2 separate regions of the Zea mays genome follow, and region 1 is linked to region 2. Evidence: chromatin contacts called from public Hi-C data. All regions are on one chromosome and are shown on one strand. Each heading gives the region's core, a stretch centred on a gene start, on an enhancer-like site or on the middle of the called end of the contact. The rest is flanking DNA. Distances are from core to core; before and after follow the strand shown. Region 1 holds the start of LOC100192537 (UPF0497 membrane protein 7). Region 2 holds the start of LOC103648785 (triacylglycerol lipase 2).

The links. Hi-C and Micro-C count contacts between places; a contact is called where the count stands out from the background.
Region 1: a contact with region 2 is called in a Hi-C map of endosperm, with 7 times the contacts expected there. The contact joins the promoter of LOC100192537 here to the promoter of LOC103648785 in region 2. A contact is called at or near these places in 4 of 25 Hi-C or Micro-C datasets (ear, endosperm and leaf) and 1 of 3 datasets of contacts at active chromatin or transcription factors (leaf).

Annotation. Positions count from the first base shown.
Region 1 is chr2:91,258,036-91,264,837 of Zm-B73-REFERENCE-NAM-5.0, reverse strand. It overlaps LOC100192537 (UPF0497 membrane protein 7), which reads right to left and starts at 1,998. Exons shown (of 2, transcript NM_001137756.1): 1 at 1,549-1,998; 2 at 1-58. The coding sequence starts at 1,911.
Region 2 is chr2:91,020,953-91,027,457 of Zm-B73-REFERENCE-NAM-5.0, reverse strand. It overlaps LOC103648785 (triacylglycerol lipase 2), which reads left to right and starts at 4,303. Exons shown (of 8, transcript XM_035965069.1): 1 at 4,303-4,485; 2 at 4,639-4,761; 3 at 4,857-4,997; 4 at 5,095-5,352; 5 at 5,490-5,530; 6 at 5,695-5,774; 7 at 5,869-5,964; 8 at 6,081-6,505. The coding sequence starts at 4,303. The coding sequence ends at 6,406.

The DNA of each region.
Region 1 (6,802 bases), core at 749-3,248, 240 kb before region 2:
CGAGGTACAGCAGCTCCGCCGCCGCTGCGCCCGCCGCCAGGATCAGGTACGTGAACACCTGCAGAATAAAAATGCCATGGATCACTCTCTCATGCTTTCACCAGTACGGTCATGTAAGCTCTTAAGAGGTTGGTTCTAACAAGAACCAAAACGTCCGCGTATATACGTGGCACTGGCATGAATTTTTTTTTTATCATAATGTATTAATCAAAACTGTAAATGTAGCCATTTATAGCAATAAGGTTCATCAACTGTTTGGTTAATCGAGATTACATATACATAATCTAAAATCTTAATGTAACTGAGCAACATATAATTATGAAGTATATATAGTAGCACAAGCATCAAATATGCTCACATAACCATATACTTATATTTTGGTAACACAAGATTAAACATGCACTTAATAGATTATATATTTGATGGCAGAACAAACATTACATTTTAGATAAGAAATTATATAGTTGACAGATATTAACAAAACATAGCCACTCTACAAATATGACATGCTATAGATTAACGGGTTATAACAATAGAATAATAAATTTTCTTTACAATAAAATATGTGAGTTTAAGTCTAAAAGTCTTTCTATAATAACATAGTCATGTTAAATATTTATAAGACATATCAATATTTGTACGGAACCATATTTTTTCTTTTTTACATACGTATTTTTTTACTAAGCCTTAGTTACATTTTTTCTTTTTTGCATATTTATTTTAACTATACACTGTTTAATAAGCCTCAACCAATTTAAATCATGTACTAAGTCATACTTATTCTATGAAAACTAAAAAATTTGACCATAGCACAAATATGCAAGTATGCAGCACGTGGCCTACCACACAAACTTTTTTCACAATTAGATCACTAGAACTACCAAATATAAATAAACATTTAAAAGCATAGATATACCTCTATAACAAAAACTATAAACTAAACCACCATATATTATAATTATACTAAACCACCATATATTATAACTATACTATATAAATGTATCTTCATAATCTAGCTCAGAAGAGTTCAGAAGAACTATTTAAGATATGTATTATGTAATTTTTCATAAATCATGTAACTTTATGAATTATGTATACTATATAGATCGACATATTATAATTGCTTTATATGAGTTATGTAATTTTTTTAATTGCTGAAACACTGAAGCAAGAAAAAAAATGGATGTAGAAATAAAACAAATCCAACGCATAAGCTGCCATACAGTCTCTGCCAGAGCTAATTTCTTTCCATGTGTTAATTTGTTTCTTCAGTCACGAGTTTCGCATGAGTTTTGTAGAACGAACAGATCCTCCAACATCATCAAAGTAATCCAGCCTTGATTATTGTAGGAGTAGGTCACAACAACAAAAATATAACGAACACATGAAGAATAAACTTTTGTACCGTCATATTACTCGTAAAATTCGTCACGTGATGTTGGCAGAAAAAGAAAAAAAAAAGATTCTTTGGAGCATTCTCAACTTGCTACTAGAACCGTGTGAAAAAGTGTGAGTAGAGCAGAGCAGAGACGGGAGGCAAGAACCGACCTGGTCGAGGAGGAAGACGAGCCAGGAGCGCGACACGGTGGCAGGCCTCGGCACGGCAGTGTAGAACGCGGATACCAGCGAGTAGGCAGCGCAGAGGCCGTTGGCGTAGACGAGGTACTTGAAGCCTCCCAGGTCGGAGTAGGCGACGGCGCCGTACTCGTTGCTCTGCTGGTTACGGAGCATGACGGTCATGGCGGCCACGCAGAGCCCCAGCGGTGCCGCGCGAAGCAGCGTCTCCACGGGCCGCACCCGCGCCGCCGCGGCCTCCCCTGCTGCCAGCTGCTGCTGCTGCGCCGCGTCCGCCGCCCCGGCTCCTCCGAGTCCGCCCACTGCCGCCGCCTTCTCCTCCGCCATCTTGGACATCTTTGTATTGTCTTCTGCTTTTTCTCTCCAGGAAGAAGACGAGGTACTTGCAGACAGGGCAGACAGCCAAGTTCTCCCGGCTCTCTCTGGAGAACTAGCAGGAAGGCAGGGGTGATACAGTGCATTTATGGGGAGGGGTGAGGTGAGGTAGTTGGAGCGCAGTGGGAGACTTGAATGCGCGGAGTTAATGTCGCGCGCGGTAGCAGTGCCGTATGGGGGCGATGGATGGATTGATTCCGTTGATCCCTATGCAGCCCCGGCTATTGGTGGCACAGCGCCCGGCCACGCCGTGCGTGCGTCGCGTCTAGCCGTCGGCATTAATCCGCGGCCGCGTGTAGCGCATGCCCGCGACGTGCGCGGCTGTGATGTGTCGCGTGGTCGCCTCGGGACGCCTGGGCCTGCTGGGAAACGGCCATTCTGTGTAGTAACTTGTGCTCGTTGCATCTGTGTATTTCCAAATTTGCACCGTTCTCTACACACAAAAAACAAGCCGTTCTAGACATAATTAAGAATACCATGGAGTAACTAATTATGGTATAATTTCTCCTGTTTTCCCTAATAAACACATTTTCGAACTTCTACCATTCAACGCACGCTTCCAACCAGACTGGCTGTTGGATCTTTTATGGATTTGGCTTATTTATTGAATAAACTCTATGGTGTGTAATGGTGGAGAATACCAATAGTACCACATTGGAAGGCCAAGAGTCTTTTGCCTTGACTTATATGGTGGGATTTATTGCATTTAACTTGAGAAGTCAAGAAATGGACAAGGGCGTGCCACACGCGCGCGCGCGCCGCCGCCGCGGCCGGCCGGCCGGGCGTGGCAGGCAGGCGAGCGGGCGCGGGCGTGGTGTGGTTGTGTTAATTTTTAGCACTCACTAACCGCGTACGTCAACCGAGTGACTCTGTCTCTTCGTCTGCCGAGTGACCCTGTCTCTTCGCCAGCCAGCCGAGTGACCCTTCTCCTTCAGCTGCCGACTCATGGCGTGACTCGGCGAGAGCTGGCCGACTCATGGCATAACTCGGCTAGAGCTGGCCGACTCTTGGCGTGACTCGGCGACCTTTCTCCTAGAGCTGGCCGACTCTCGGCGTGACTCGGCGACCTTTCTCCTTCAGCTTCCCTCTGCGAGAGGTTAAATAGAGGAGCACCCCTGTCACTCGGTACACGCGAGAAACACTTTTAGAATCACAGTTCAGCCGCCGAGTGAGGGTATTTCCATCTCGTGGCTCTGCGCGCACAGAGAGGCGAGAGGGCAGGTGCCTCCGAAGCCAGTGCCGTTCGAGACCTTGCACGGGGGATCGACAATTAGGTTTTTGGGGAGCGTCTACGCGACTGTCCAAAACATCTTCAACATGACAAAGGAAGCTGGCCAAGGATCTGGATCATCAGAGCGCATAGGAGGGTATGATCAGTTTATTTACTTACTGTTTTGTGTTCTGGAGATTATATATGTTTCATATTTTCATCTATGCTGTTTCATATTTACGAATGATTTTATCTTATCTGTTCTGTCTTATTATAATATGATAGATCTGTCTGTTTTAATTTTACAGTCATGCTATTTATGTTTCTATTTGTTTACTTTCATTTGTTCAGTCAGTATACATGTTTATCGTATTTATATGATTTATATAATTCACATGCTCTATGTTCTCTTGATTCATACTGGTATGGATCAATTTGAGATCATAATTTCTATGGTTAATTATTTGTTATATGTCATCATCATAATGTTGATTTATGGAATTAAAATAATACGGAAAATGCCTATAATTCTAACAATCCAAAAACCTAATGTTAGGCATTTTTCTATCAGAGGTTTTGCTGCTGTGCTAAAGCCTGATCCTTTCGATGGTAAAAACTTCTTGATATGGAAGGCTAAGATGGAATTGTGGCTAACTGCAATGTCTTGTTTTCATGCCGCTGAGGGCAAGCCTGCCAACTTACCTCCTGAGGATGAGGCTAAGTTTAAGGCTGAAGACAACCTCTTTCGAGGAGCAGTAATTAGCGCACTGGATACAAAATTCCAGAAAAGCTATATCATCCTTCCCACAGGGAAAGAGCTGTGGGATGCACTTGTCGGAAAGTTTGGAGTAACTGACGCTGGTAGCGAGCTGTATCTCATGGAGCAGCTGTATGACTACAAGATGGTTGAGAACCGATCTGTAGTGGAACAGGCTCATGAGTTTCAGGCACTAGCTAAGGAACTCGAACTTTTTCCTTGTCCTTTGCCTGACAAGTTTGTGGCTGGCGGTATAATCGCCAAGTTACCACCTTCTTGGAAGGACTTTGCTACCTCTCTCAAACATAAGAGACAAGAGTTCAATGTGGAAGAGCTCATTGGTACTCTTGATGTTGAGAAAAGGGCTAGAACAAAGGACAGTGGAAAAGGTGTTGAGACCTCTACTGCTAATGTGGTGCAGAAGAGAAACTTCCGCAAGTTTAACAAGAAGAAAAGCCAGAACAAACAAGAGAATGCAAATAAGCCTGTTCATACAGCACAGTTTAAAAAGAAGAACAACAATAACAAGGGAAAGGGAGGTTGCTTTGTCTGTGGCAGTGATCAACATTGGGCAAGAGAGTGCCCTGATCGCAAGTTCACTCAAGACAAGAAATCAGCTAATGTTGTAACCACTGAAACTGAAGGAGGAACATTTGGGTATGGTAATTCTTTACCATTTGTTCTTTCAGTCTGTAATTCACCTGAGTGGTGGATGGACAGTGGTGCAAACATTCATGTGTGTGCTGATGCCTCTATGTTCACTTCCTACCAGGTCGGGAGGTCTGGCGCCTTGTTGATGGGAAATGGGTCGCGTGCTCATGTTCTTGGTGTTGGTACGGTCATTCTGAAGTTTACTTCGGGAAAGACGGTGCCATTGAAGAGCGTGCAGCATGTGCCCTCTATCAAGAAGAATCTCGTTAGCGCTTCGATGCTATGTCGAGATGGATATAAAGTTGTTCTTGAGTCTAATAAATGTGTTGTGTCGAAACATGGTACCTTTGTTGGTAAAGGATATGACTGCGGAGGCTTGTTCCGCTTATCACTGCATGATGTGTGTAATAAAATGGTGAATTCTGTTAATTTTTCTGATGAGTCAGATTTATGGCATTCACGTTTTTGTCATGCAAGTTTTGGCTGTCTTATGCGGTTAGCAAATATAAATTTAATTCCTAAATTTAACTTGGTCAAAAAGTCTAAGTGCCATGTGTGTGTTGAATCAAAACAACCCCGCAAGCCACACAAGGCTGCTGAGGCGAGGAGTTTGGCACCTCTAGAACTTGTTCATTCTGATCTGTGTGAGATGAATGGAATTTTGACCAAAGGTGGTAAAAGATACTTTCTCACTCTTATAGATGACTCCACTAGATTTTGTTATGTGTATCTCTTAAAAACAAAAGATGAAGCGTTCAATTATTTTAAAGCCTATAAAGCTGAAGTTGAGAACCAACTTGAGAGGAAAATAAAACGTTTAAGGTCCGACCGAGGTGGAGAATATTTCTCTAATGTGTTCGATGAGTTCTGCGTGGAACATGGTATTATTCATGAGAGGACACCGCCATTCTCACCACAATCCAATGGGATTGCTGAAAGGAAAAACCACACTCTAACAGATTTGGTGAATGCCATGTTGAGTACAACGGGATTATCCAAGGCATGGTGGGGTGAGGCGATTTTGACAGCATGTCATGTCCTGAATAGAGTTCCAACAAAGAACAAAGAGATCACACCATTCGAGGAATGGGAAAAGAGAAGATTAAATCTCTCATATTTGCGCACTTGGGGTTGCTTGGCTAAAGTGAACGTGCCAATCAACAAAAAGCGTAAACTTGGGCCTAAAACTGTTGACTGTATATTCCTTGGGTACTCTTTTCACAGCACTGGGTATAGGTTCTTAATTATAAAATCTGATGTGCCTGATATGTATGTTGATACTATCATGGAATCAAGAGACGCAACATTTTTTGAGAATGAGTTTCCTATGAAGAATACACCTAGTGATATAAGTCATGACACTATAATTCCCCATGAGCACGAACTGTCGATTCCTATAGATCATGCTGAGGATTCTCACGTGCACATCCCTGAGGAGGATGACACTATAGTCACTCGAAAGAGCAAGAGACAGAGGGTCGCAAAATCCTTTGGTAATGACTTTATAGTGTACCTTGTGGAAGACACACCAACTACCATTAGTGAGGCATATTCCTCTCCTGATGCTGACTTATGGAAGGAAGCAGTAAGGAGTGAGATGGAATCTATTATGTCTAATGGAACTTGGGAGGTCGTGGACCGTCCTTATGGTTGTCAACCTATAGGTTGCAAATGGATCTTCAAGAAAAAGCTTAGGCCTGATGGTACAATTGAGAGGTACAAGGCAAGGCTTGTGGCCAAAGGATATACCCAAAAGGAGGGTGAAGATTTCTTTGACACCTACTCGCCAGTGGCTCGATTGACTACAATTCACACATTAATAGCCGTGGCAGCCTCTTATGGTCTTATCATTCATCAGATGGATGTTAAGACAGCTTTCCTAAATGGAGAGTTGGATGAGGAGATCTATATGGATCAGCCAGAAGGGTTCATTGCGGATGGTCAAGAGAACAAGGTGTGCAGGTTGATAAAATCATTGTATGGCCTAAAACAAGCACCTAAGCAATGGCATGAAAAGTTTGATAATACTCTTACAGCAGCTGGCTTTGTTGTAAATGAATCTGACACATGTGTATACTATCGGTATGGTGGGGGTGAGTCTGTTATGTTGTGTCTTTATGTTGATGACATTTTGATCTTTGGATCAAATCTCAATGTGATTGAGGAAGTTAAAAATCTTCTATCGAGCAATTTCGAGATGAAAGATTTGGGAGAGGCTGATGTCATTCTAAACA
Region 2 (6,505 bases), core at 3,054-5,553:
AAATAAGATTTAGTTTGTTTTATATTTTATCATTTATTTTGTAAGACTTCCGCTATGTAATAAGTACTTTTATGATATTTATGACATTTATCTCTATGCACTCTGTAATTATGTGTGTTGTGCTTCCTTAGCGCACATATGAGATGCACCCGACTTTATCCCTTAAATCCGGGTGTGACACTGTGTCCTTGCGATATATGAAATTGTAGCATCCAAAGTTGTTATGGAGGCATGTCTGATCCTTAGCCTTTGTTTGATAATGTAAATCATGAACTATACAGAATGCATCAGCATTGGTGTGAACTCCCTGGCTTCGCATGTCCCAAATAAAAACATCAAGGCCAACTATTGCATTTGGTGTTAATTGAACCATATACACCTCATACCACTGCAATACCTTCGCAATCATCTTGTACATACGAAGCCGAAGTCCTGCCTTGAAAAGGCTCTTATAGACGACAACTCCGTCTTTCCTTGGACTTAGGGTTGTTTCATCTCCAGGGAGGCGCACATTGACCTTGTTGCTAAAGTAGCCAAGCTTCTTCATCAGCTGCAAGTCTTTTTACTTCATAATAGAGCGGTCAATCTCAATGTAGCTTGATTTCGATGATCTATCCTTGGGTAGCTCTTGGGCAGGCTTTGACGATGATGAAGCCTTCATGGCTTTAGAGATTGGCACCGTATCTTGAGGCGCCTACGAAGAAGTAGGTATGACTAGCTTAGCAGTCGAGCGAATCCTAGCCATCTAAGGGGATTGTGTCGAAGCTGTTTTCCATGTGGTAGTAGCCGAAAATCATAGGAGGCACAAAAAATTGTGGCAGCACGTGGGTTAGGGCAATAAAATGTGGCCCATCTTCACCCGCTCCACCGCTTTTATACTAAGGAATGGGCGTGCAGAGGCACGGGTCACGAAAAAAGTTCACACGCATCGCCTACACCGTTTGTCCAACTGCCAGTGTAGATCTTTTTACCGAATTATTCTACCTTCTCCATAACGAGCTTCGGGAAGGTGTTTTTCAAACATTCGGTACAAGGCCTCCCAATTTTGTCTTTTTTGCGATCTAAGCTCGTTATGAAGAAACGAACTTATTCCGCAAGGGGCTACTATTGGGGCCTACTCTGTCGAAGATCCCTAGAATACTTTTACTTCGACATGAACAAATATGTTTCATGTATATAAGCTAAGGGCAGACAAAGCTAGCTTTCGACCGAAGTGGTGTGTAAAGAAGCTTCATCCAAATGACATAAGTGGAGAAGGTGCGAGCCGAAGTCATTGGCCTCGGCCCTCGACATGAAGAAGACTTCATGCGCAAAGTGACGAAGGGGAAGAAGTCTAAGACTTGTAAAGGAATAAAGAAAGAGAAAAGACGACGATGTCACTACATCGTTTGTAAATCATGTGTGTAAACTTTATGGGCATGTTTGTAATTTCCTACGAAGTTGTTCATCTTTTCTATAAATAGGTAAATAGTGTCCTACATAAAATTCACCTTTTCAAGCGCCTTAGCTTCGTCTTGATTAGCCTTCGAAGTATCTTCGAGCTATCTTGCGTAGAGAAGCTGAAGGTATATTTGTAAACTTGTTTAATACGAAGAGAAATGGAATAAAAATGCTAAGGCATAAGAGATGAGTCTTGTACTTCGTTGCTTATTAACATTTAATATTCTTTTGTTCACATTTCCTCTTGAGAATCTTCGTCTTCAAGCTATTACTAGGTTCATATTCTTAACTTTTGTTGACTTGTTTTTTATGTCATGTAGTAATCGAAAACAAGTGACCAATAGGGTGTTTGGTTTCTAGGAACTAATTTTTAGTTCCTTTATTTTATTCTATTTTAGTCCCTAAATTGTTAACTTTAAAAACTAAATCAGTTTCTAAATTTGGTAATTTAGAAACGAAAATAAAATAAAATGGAGAGACTAAAAATTAGTCCATATAAACCAAACACCCTGATCAGGACATCCCACTTGATAGCATTCATCTCAACATCGACCTCTCTTAGAGAAGGCATCAAAATTTAAAAATAACATTTGTTTAGCAGGCGACATGGAATCTGAGCTTTCAGGGACGGGACAATTCTATTTACTATTCGAGAAGTAATGAGATGAAATTATTTTTATTTGATTTCAGGACGTCGAAAGAGGGATCAGGATCAGTCACTTGATACCTAGGGCCCATCCGTTAGCCTTTTTTTCATTTTTTCTGTCCTTTACTACGCACACATTGAACGGTCGGGGTTGCAACATGGCAGCATTGGGACCGAAATGGTCAAATGGTCGTCGTGGGGCGGCCGATGCGACTCACAACTCACTATGAACAACGAGCTAAATATTAGATTGTGAAAGAAATATCTTTGCAAGTATTCAAAGTGATGATATTTTATACTATTTTCAAGAATTGAAGAGTCGAATGAAAAAGCTATCTTCACCAAAGTTCAAGTGATATATTTTTATACTCACTTATACATTTTTGTATTCATTAGTTATATTGTCATGTTGTATCTCTCATTTTATACAAATATTTAAGTTGCAATGTGTAGGTTCAAATTCACGTGCTAATGTTGATAAAGTTATTAGAGGCGGGGAAGGACCAAATCGTCTCTAATTAGGTATTTTTTATATTTTTAATTAAGTTTATTGTATTTTTAGATGTTGAATTGAAGTAAATACTATCTTAGTCTATGTTTGTGGTATATTTTGTTTTAGCGGTATATTTATCCGCACAATATATTAGGGGCTGTTTAAAGTAACCTTCAAGTTTTATAGAGTGGCCCGGGTCATTAATTTTATAGAGCTCCGCCACTAGATACGAGTGGGAGGCTTTGCGCATGCAACAAGTTTTACTCTATATAAAGATTAAAAGGATGATTTTTTATATATGAGTCTGTTAATAGAAACGTTTTAGCTTGATATAAAGCACAAATAAGTGTTTATTAGGACTATATAAATCATATTGACGATTTTATAGACATTAAAAAATTTATTGCACTCAATAAAAATATTTTTGTTGCATCGAAAAATATTTTGAATTATATATTTTAAGGCTATATATAGAGAGAGAGAGAGATAGAAGTAGCCTCTATTTTTGCTCAGGTTCCCAAAATAGAAGCGGCCCTGCTCCCTCGTGAGCTCACTCACATGGTGACGGGCGGATCTTGTGGGCATATGGTGGCTGGGCTGGAGGTCCCCCAGACGACGTTGGCCCTCACGCGTACGGCAGCGAGCTAGCTAAAGCTGGACCTTGCAGGCTTGCACTCGCGCGCCCACGTGACAACTACGTACGCCGGATCGAGCTTGGCGCTCACACTTGACACTCCACTCCTGCCGGCGTGTCGTTTTTCACGCAAACAAGTTCATGGACCAGATGTTCACAGAATATTAGATGACCCTGCCATAGCTGCCCCTGATCGCTTGCCAACCAAACACGAGACTAGCTAGCTAACATGAGATATCATACACACACCACCTGAAACGATCGGGCCATAGCACATAGGACAAAGCAGTGAAGTTGTTCACGCGGGCGCGCATGCACGATGGCTATCTGTTTGTTGTGGTCTCTTGTGCGTGCAGATCACGTCGTCGACGTCTCGTCCTGCAGTGACGAGCGTGTGAACCGGCCCCGTCGTCGACACGTACGTCGTAGTACGTACACATCACGCGCGACGCCTTGGCCAAACAACCAACCAACCTGACCTCCACGGAAAACTACAGGCGATATGGTCCAGATCCACAAGCCAGTACGTGCGAGCGGACCACAGATGGTGAGCAATATAATAATGACGATCCATCCGTAACCGCAAGAGAAATCGAAACGCCCATGTACGTAGGCCTCTTGCGCGCGCCCCCCGTTGCAATAATCATCGATGTCAGCTAGCTACGGTTCACTTTTGGCGGCACCGGCAACAAAGTGACGACGACGGCAAGCCACAGTGCACAGGCGCAGGTCGGTCAGCTGAAAACAGGATTAAATTAAACAAAAAACAATAGAATGGCTTCGCTCCAGTTCAAACTAATTCACACTGCACTGCATTTGTAGACTAGTAGTATAGTAATTTAATAGCGCACTACCGTTGCCTATCGACGTGGAACAGAAGTGCACGCACGCACGCCCCCGCCTGCCGGCGGCGTTAATCCGATCGAGGTGAAAATGACATTGTCAAATCATGATTAGCCGAAGCAGTATAAAAGACGAGCACACATGATGCGGAATTTTCCAACCATCATCCGTCGAAAGAACCATATAGCTAGACGTATTTGCCGCTAAAACAGTTATCGAGTGGGTCTCTAATTTTCACCGGCGACGATGACGCCAGGAGGAAGAAGGCGCAACAGCAGCGCTGTGGCAAGCCTGCTGGTGGTTCTGCTCAGCTTGGGAGCAGCAGCAACGGCAGTGCGGCCGGCTCCGCAGGCGGCACGCGCGGCGGCCAACAACGGCACGTGCCTGTCCAGGCTGGAGCCGTTCGGGTACAAGTGCGAGGAACACACCGTACGTATTAAAAGACAAAACAATGACGTCCGTCACACGGTTCTTGCCAGAAGATTGATTAATAGTTACTACTTCTCGATCAGGGGACAGCTAGCTAGATTACCAACCAGTACAGTAGTACATTGAGTGAGTGTCTGTTAATGCGTAGCGTAGGTGACCACCGCGGACGGGTACATCCTGAGCTTGCAGCGGATACCCGGCGGCCGCGGCCGCGGCTCCGGCCAATCGGCGGCCGGCAGTAAGATCCCGGTGCTGCTCCAGCACGGCCTCCTCATGGTAAAGTATATACTCCACTGTACTACTCCATCAAGCCATCGCTAATCTACACACTGATTTCAGCCACTAAATTGTCTGGCGTGGCCGCACCGCAGGACGGCGTGACGTGGCTGATGAGCTCCCCGGACGAGTCCCTGGGCTACATCCTGGCGGACGGCGGCTACGACGTGTGGATCGCCAACACCCGGGGCACCGTCTACAGCCGCGGCCACACCACGCTGTCCTCCAGCGACCCGGTTCGATTTTCCCGCCCGTGTCCGTGCCCGTGCCCGATCGCTTCGATTTCGATTCATGCATGTAACTTGCATTCTTCGCTGTCGCGCACGTGTTCAGGCGTACTGGGACTGGTCGTGGGACGAGCTGGCCAGCAACGACCTGTCGGCGGTGGTGCAGTACGTGTACGCGCAGTCGGGACAGCAGAGGATGCACTACGTCGGCCACTCGCTGGGGACCCTCATCGCGTTCGCGGCGCTCAGCCAGCGCCAGCAGCTGGGGATGCTCAGGTCCGCCGGACTGCTCAGCCCCATCGCCTACCTTGACAAGGTCACGTCGCCGCTCGCGCTGGCCGGCGCAGACGTCTTCCTTGCGGAGGTAAAACAAAAACAAACCAAACAAACAGCACGACCGGCCGGCTCCAAAACCGGCATACCAAAATCGGCATACAGAAGCAGTGATTAATGGAGTAACTTATAAATAATAATATAATGATACTAACTTGTTTATTTCAGGCTATGTACTGGCTCGGGCTGGATGAGTTCGACCCGACAGGGTAATTTTCTTTCCTTTTTTTTTTAAAAAAAATCTTTTTCTCACGCTCTGGTTCCACCTGATGATCGTCTCTCCATATGTTACGTTTACGTGCTAGCGCTTTTGTACAAAAGCAGTGATTAATGGAGTAAGGAAACAAAAAAAATGTCGCGTGCATGCATGCAGGGAACCTGTGCACAAGCTACTGACTGACATATGCTCGCAGCCAGGGATCGATTGCTACAGTCTGATGTCAGTGTTCACAGGTACACTAGTAAAGGATTATTTGCAATTAATTATCGTTCTTCACTTTGTTTCCTTTGGATTTTACCTCCCACGGAGCTTTGCTGGCGCATGCAGGTGACAACTGCTGCCTCGACAACTCCTCCGTTCAGGTCTTCCTTGCCCATGAGCCACAGGCTTCCGCGACCAAGAACATGGTCCATCTGGCTCAAAGTAAAGTCTTCCCTCGCTGGCTCCGAGGCTACTAAGGAACATGTACATATATATAATCACGTGCCCTTTAATTCACTCACCGAATTAAACCATCTCTCTCTCAACTGAACCGGTAGTGATCCGACGAGGAACGCTTGCCAAGTACGACTACGGCAACGCCGCGGACAACACGAAGCACTATGGGCAGGCGACGCCGCCGGCGTACGACCTCTCGGCGATCCCCGACGACTTCCCGCTCTTCCTCGGCTACGGAGGCAGGGACACCCTGTCGGACCCGCAGGACGTGAGCCACCTGCTCCAGGTCCTCAAGTCGCACCACGGCGACAAGCTCACGGTCCAGTACGTGGACGACTACGCGCACGCCGACTTTGTCATGGCTGCCAACGCGAGGGAGAGGGTGTATGCGCCCCTCATGGCCTTCTTCAAGCTCCAGGACAAATGATACTTGTCAATTAATAGCTCGATTGTAGCGTTGTTAATTAATCACCTGACATACGAAAATGAGCATAACTATATGTTATAATATTAGAGAAATATATAT